2 separate regions of the Callithrix jacchus genome follow, and region 2 is linked to region 1. The links are chromatin contacts, called in public Hi-C maps. All regions are on one chromosome and are shown on one strand. Each heading gives the region's core, a stretch centred on a gene start, on an enhancer-like site or on the middle of the called end of the contact. The rest is flanking DNA. Distances are from core to core; before and after follow the strand shown. Region 1 overlaps SRCIN1 (SRC kinase signaling inhibitor 1). Region 2 holds the start of EPOP (elongin BC and polycomb repressive complex 2 associated protein).

Region 1 (3,076 bases), core at 252-2,751:
ACGAAAGTAGGCAGAGGGCAGAGGAAAATCAGGCAGCTGGTCACATGACAGGGAAGCTGCAGGCCGCAGGAAGCTTGCGTGTGGATCAATATGAAGCAAGACCACAGCAAAAGCAGGCATCAAGCCAGAAAAAGGGAATCAGGAATAATGCCAGTCAAAGGTCTGTGGGTCACAGATAAATCAGGCCAGAGGAGAATGAAATCAGGCTTCAGAACAGACCAACGTCACCTGTGACTCAAAAGGAAGGGAGCTGCGCCTCCCAGGGAAATCAGGTTGCGGGTCACTCCGGCCGCACCCCCACCCCTCCCTCCGCCGCCCGCCCAGCCTCACTTGAGCTGCTGGGTAATGAGCTCCTCGTCGTTGAGATAGCGCAGCCTCTCCTCCTCCACCAGGGTGCGCTGGCGCTGCAGCGGGTCCTCCTGCCGCCGCGCAGCCTCCGACACGCGCATGCTCAGCTCTGTCTCCGTGCGCTTCAGCAGCGCGCGCACCGACTCCTGGTTCTGTAGCTGCGGGACGCACGGACGGATGGACCCGGGTGGGGGGAGCGGAGGCGCGCGGCAGGGGAAGGGCCGGGAGAAGGCCGGTAGAGGACTGCCCAATGCTGCAGGGCAGGGCTCTGCAGAAGATGCGGCTGCTTGGCTCCGCCTCGGGCAGCAGCGAAGGGGTGGGATGGCGAAGGGCAGGGGCAGAGGGCTAAGTTCTGGGGAGGAACAGAGGCAGGAGGAGAACGGATGGAGATCGTGGAGCGGGGAGCGTTAAAATGGGCTATGCAGGCCGGGCGCGGTGGCTCACGCCTGTAATCCCAGCACTTTGGGAGGCCGAGGCGGGTGGATCACGAGGTCAAGAGATCGAGACCATCCTGGTCAACATGGTGAAACCCCGTCTCTGCTAAAAATACAAAAAAAATTAGCTGGGCATGATGGCGCGTGCCTGTAATCCCAGCTACTCAGGAGGCTGAGGCAGGAGAATTGCCTGAACCCAGGAGGCGGAGGTTGCGGTGAGCCGAGATCCCGCCATTGCACTCCAGCCTGGGTAACAAGAGCGAAACTCCGTCTCAAAAAAAAGGGCCATGCAAAGGGGCAGCTGCATGGCTGTGGCCTCAAGCAGCAGTGAGGGGGTGGTATTACAGCGGGGGGAGGGCAAGGTTAAGTTCTGGGGAATATGAGGCAGGAGAAGGGGGTGGGGATATTTGCGGGACAGGGTGTGGCCCTACGTAGGGCCCTGCCGACAGTGCGGGCCCCATGGCTGTGGCTTCCATCATCCCTGAATGGGGACGGGACTGGAATGAAGGACTCAAGCATTGGCGTTTGATAGAGTTTCCGTGGCTGGGACAGGAAGACTAAGTTAACGATTGATCCAACCGAATTACAAGCCTGAATGGCGTGGTGGGCGAGATCTTACCCGTTGCCCAGATGGCAATTCTCTGCCCCCCTCCCCAGCCTGTCTCTGCTCATTATCCTCACCTGACGGGCCCTGGGCCCGCTTGAGGAGCGGACACCGCAATGCCAAGCTCCTGACAGGTGGGACCATCTGCCAGGCAGGGCGGGGGAGGCTGTCAGGGATCAGGAGGGAGGAGCTGAGGGGACTTGGGGGAAGGGTTCTCGCTGCATGAAAGGGATGCAGGGCAGGAAGGAACTGGAATTGCCCCGAGGGATACTGACGAGGGAGGGGGCTCAGTGGGTGACTGGGGCTCCAGGAGTTCTATGGGGACTCAGGGAAGGGGAAGGAAGGCTCAATGAGGGGGACACGGGCGAGGGGTAGGGGCTTGGTGAGGGGAGCGGAGGTTCAGCGAGGGGGCGGAAGCTCAAGAAAGGGGAAGGGGAGAAAGGGTTCGGAGAGAGACCAGTGAGCGGCGAAGGACTCGGGCGTGGGAGTTCTGGGGAAAGGATAAAGGAGTAGGGGATGGGGCGGGACTTGTGGGAAGGAACTTCGACCAGTAGGTGAGCGTTGGTGGGGCGGGGCCCGGGACGGGGCGGTACCTGGAGCTTGCGCAACTGCTGGAGCTGGCCGCGCAGGTCACTGGCGCTGTTCTGCAGGCCTCTCAGGTGCAGCTGCATCTGCAGCCGGCTAACGGCGGTAGGCTGCCCTGCGGGGGTGCTGCCGGCCGAGGGTGGGGGCGGGCCGGACACCGGGGTGGCCCCGCTACTCCGGCCGCCTGACCCGCAAGCTGCAGAGAATAACCACGAGGATGGGAGAAAATGAAGAAATTGTAAGCCTGGGAAGGACTGGAGCAAGGTCCTCCCTACTCTCCGACCCCACACAATAGTCAGAGAAGTCCATGGTTCTGACTACCTGCGCAAGGCCCTAAGGGTGGGGACGAAAGTGCCCGGGCAAAGACCTCTTGGGCTAAGGTGACCACTCATGCCTTCATTGAAAGCCCAGTAATGTAGCTATTGGTTAATCCCCACTTTATAGATTAGAAAACAAACTCCGAGGGAACAAGGATGGGGGAGGGGGAGGGTCACTCACTTGCTGAGGGGGTGGCTGCTCCATTGGAGCCTTCAATCTTCTCACTGTGGCACAGGGAAAAAGGATAGGCATCAGGGGGTCCAGGCCAGCCCCAGACATTCAGAGCTGGGTGGGACCTTAGATGTCATCTCCTCCAGCTCTCTGATCTCAAGATGGAGTCCCAGAGAAGGGAAGGGACTCACCCAGGGTCACCTAGTGAGACACTGGCAGAGCCGACCCAGGTTTCCCCTTCCTCCTGCTCCACCCCCAGGCCCTGGCAGTGGTGTTGGGAGAGGGGCCTCACCTGGGGGTCTCAGGCTCCGAGCCTCGGAGTAAGGCGCTCTGTACCAGGCCTGTGAGGCTGGCAATCTGCTTCTCCATGGCCTCCATGCGCTCCCTGGGGAGGAAGGGGGTCTGAGCAACCTCACTTTAGCATAGAGTCCCTCCTGTCCAGCCCCCCATTCCTAAGATTGGTGACCAGAAGAAACACTGTCCCATCCCTGGCTGCCCCCCCACACACAACTCAAAGGGCCCCAATGCCTAAGGATCAAGCCCACAGCCTCCCACCTCACCTTTCGCTCCCTCCCTCAAGGCTGCACGCTGATCTCTCCATGCCTGGCAGTGCTTT
Region 2 (3,076 bases), core at 379-2,878, 120 kb after region 1:
TTTTCCCCTTTGGCAGAAGTCCCACGGTCAGCTTTCATCCACGTTGATCCCCCAGAATTTGAGGCCAGGGGGCTCAGGGACAGCGGGACCCCCCATACGCCACCTCCACAGCGGGTGGGCGGGCGGGGGCTTAGAGTCTCCCTGGAGGCGAAGCGAGGATGCCGGCTTTAGGTCTCCGTCTTCCCCTACCACCAGGGCCGGCGGGCAGGGGAAGCAGTCGAGGAGGCTGAAGGTGCTCGTGGTTGGGAGCGACGGTGCTGGGCGGCGGGGCTGCGCGGTGCGTGGAGGGGGCGCCGGCCGCCGGCGTTTCTTGGCGGCTCCCCGGGCCGCCCCTTTCGCAGGCGGCCGCTCTGGCCCCCGGCGCAAACTCGGAGTGTCCAAGGCGAAGCCCTTTGCGTAACACCAAAGTTTCGACCGGCGGATCAGACGATCGAAATGTTCCTGGCGGAGATGTGCGGGTGCGGCCGGAGCCGTGCTGGCCGTCGAAGGGCTGGCGGCTGGAGCCTCGGGGGAAGCCGGTGGGGGGTTTCCATCGACTTCTGCATGCTGGCAGGGCAGGAACGGCCCCGGCGCCGTCCCAGGACCCGTAGGCTCGGTGGAGAGGCCCGCAGGTGGCGACGGAGGCCGGGAACTAGGCTTCTGAGGCGGGCTGGCGGCTGAGCCACGCTGAGGTTCGAGACCCGGAGCCGGGCGAGGCGGGGCCGAGGCGAAGCCGGTCGGAAATTCCCGAGGGCGCGGGGGCGCCAGGCAGCGGCCCGGAGGTGCACAGGAGCGAACGCCGAAGTGCGGGAAACCGCCTCCGCCCTCTTCCTCCTCTTCGCAGCGGGGACACGCTGCGACGTCCGCATCCTCGCCGGCCGCAATGTTAAGATCGCCTGGCCGCCCGGTCGGGGCCCCGAGGTGCTTCAGGCCATCTGGGGTCCAGCCGCCAGGGCGCAGAGGGGCGTGAGGGCCCCGCAGCACGGCGGGCCGCGCCGCCAGTTCCCCAGGCCCCGGGCCCAGAGAGGACGTCCGGGGCTTGGCAAGGGCGCAGAAGGCGAGGGCACGCAAGCACAGCGGAGAGAATTCCTGGGTTCCCCGACGCGGCTTCCGGGGCGTGGGGGAGCAGGGCGACCCTCGCGGGGACGCCGGCACTGCCAGGCGGGACGCGGGGCACAGGGTCTCCATGGAGCAGCCTGAGGGGTGCCCAGTGAGGGGGTCCGGGTCCCAGCGGCGGGATGCCCTGGCTGCCCGAAGAGCCCACGGGCGAGGGGAACATCGCCCCCCGTCGACGGGGAGGTCTCTGCTCACGGGCGCCCCCGGCCCGCCACCCGGGACCGCAGAGCTCGGGCTCCCTCTTCGTTCTCGTCACGCGGCCCTCCCGGCGGCCGGACTCCTGGGTCCCTGCGAGTCCCGGTGCGGTCGGCCGCCCTTCTGCCGCCGCGTCCCTTTCGCAGCCCCGGGGGGAGCCCCTCTCCAGTCGCCCGAAGCGCAAAGGCGGGGGAAACAAAGCGGCCGGCAGCCCCGGGAGGCGGGAAGGGCCCCGGGCCCGGTACCCGGTGCCCGGGCCCAGGCGGCGGGGAGGGCGCCTTCCGCCCGCTCGGCTTCTTTCTTCCCCGCTGGCTCCCGGAGACCGCGTTATAGAGAACTGCCCCCTCGCTGCCCCAATACCAGCGCCGGGGCCGCGAGCCCAACGCTGATTGGGCCGCACCGCCCGTGACGTTAGCCCCGACCCCACCCCTACGGCGGCGCCGCCCCCGTCCCCATTCCGCACACAGACACACACACGTGGACCCGGCGCGGCGGCGGCTGGGAGGGAGCGCGGGAGGGAGCGTGCGCGGGTGGGATCGCGAGGGGCCAGATGCGCCGCCGCACGTGGCCCGGTGGCGTCCTGGTATTTCTTCGTCCCAAAGCAACTCTCTTTTTCCCGAGCAGTCACGGTTTTGCATCTGTAAAATGGGACGGTTCATATCTGCCCTCTTGGGGCTAAAAGAGCTGTGTGAATCAACGTAGATGGATCTCCAAAATAATGCTGAGGGCAAAGATGAAAAGAAGCGATGGCTGTTTACAAGCTTTGCGCAGCAGGGACTCTAGCGAGGCAAGAATGTTACTTACCTCTGTCTCGGGGCCTCTAAAACAGTGCGTGGCACGCAGTCGGCTCAAAAAAATGCTGTAATGTATAAGTACTTAGGAATTCAGTACTTGCAAGATGAACAAAGAAAAAAATAAATTTGGGAGGGGGGCAGTGTTGTTACACCCATGGTAGCCGATAAATAGGCTGTCTCAGTACCTGTTTCCATTTCTCTGATGCAGTATTTAAATACTCCGCCTCAACTAGATTCCGAGAGGCTGGCTCTGCAGCCCCTGACCCCCAATCCCAGGATGCTGTCCTCTGAGGCTTGATCTGTCTGCCAAATAGATTGAAGAAGCCAGAGGCGGGCACACACAGACCCTGACTCTCATCTCCCCCAAGGAAAATAAAGAAAAAGTGAATTTCCAGTACAAATTCTGATAATGCTGCACACACCCTCAACCTGTCTATTCCCTTAAGCTTCTTTAGTTTCTGCATAGCTTACTGTTACATAAAAGTCGGTACATGGACTTATTCTTTGGTGTCTGTCTCTCCCATTAGTCTGGAAATGAGCCGATGAGAAGTTTGTCTTGATCATTGGTGTATCCCCACTGCCTAGATCAGTGGCCAAGATGTAATAGGTGCTCAATCAATATGTGTGAATGAATGAATGAGCAAGTGAGTGAATTAATGAATCCCTGGGATATTTCTCTTGATAAAAATCAGGGTAATGGAATACTGCTGTTTCCTATCTGTGGAAATTTAGAGATTGGTTTGATGACTTGAGGTAAAGGTGTGGAAAAATGCTGGCAGAGGGCAGCCACAGAGAAAAATTTCTTCTGGGGCCAAGACAAGAGAGGGTTTCAGAAAGAGGACAAAATGATGCAGCTTGCCTCCTGGCCCTTCTAGCAGTGACAACAGAGGTGTAGTTTCCCTATGTGTCATCAAATAACATCTGGGAGGACAGGGGTAAGGTGGGTCAGCTTCCCACACCTCGAGTCCAGAGGTAAAGCCCCTAGGTGGGGC

What was found. Hi-C and Micro-C count contacts between places; a contact is called where the count stands out from the background.
Region 2: a Hi-C map of induced pluripotent stem cells shows a contact between it and region 1, with 3 times the contacts expected there. The contact joins the promoter of EPOP here to the enhancer-like site in region 1. A contact is called at or near these places in 3 of 3 Hi-C or Micro-C datasets (induced pluripotent stem cells and skeletal muscle).

Annotation. Positions count from the first base shown.
Region 1 is chr5:119,073,575-119,076,650 of calJac240_pri, forward strand. It overlaps SRCIN1 (SRC kinase signaling inhibitor 1), which reads right to left. Exons shown (of 19, transcript XM_078374305.1): 8 at 2,753-2,845; 9 at 2,470-2,513; 10 at 1,980-2,167; 11 at 331-506. Among named protein-coding and RNA genes, the nearest start is that of SRCIN1, 47 kb to the right of the region's middle. Within about 2 kb of position 1,502, at least 6 of the 16 cell types and tissues checked have an H3K27ac peak or open chromatin away from gene starts, as enhancers often do.
Region 2 is chr5:119,189,428-119,192,503 of calJac240_pri, forward strand. It overlaps EPOP (elongin BC and polycomb repressive complex 2 associated protein), which reads right to left and starts at 1,629. Exons shown (of 1, transcript XM_008997472.4): 1 at 1-1,629. The coding sequence starts at 1,167. The coding sequence ends at 28.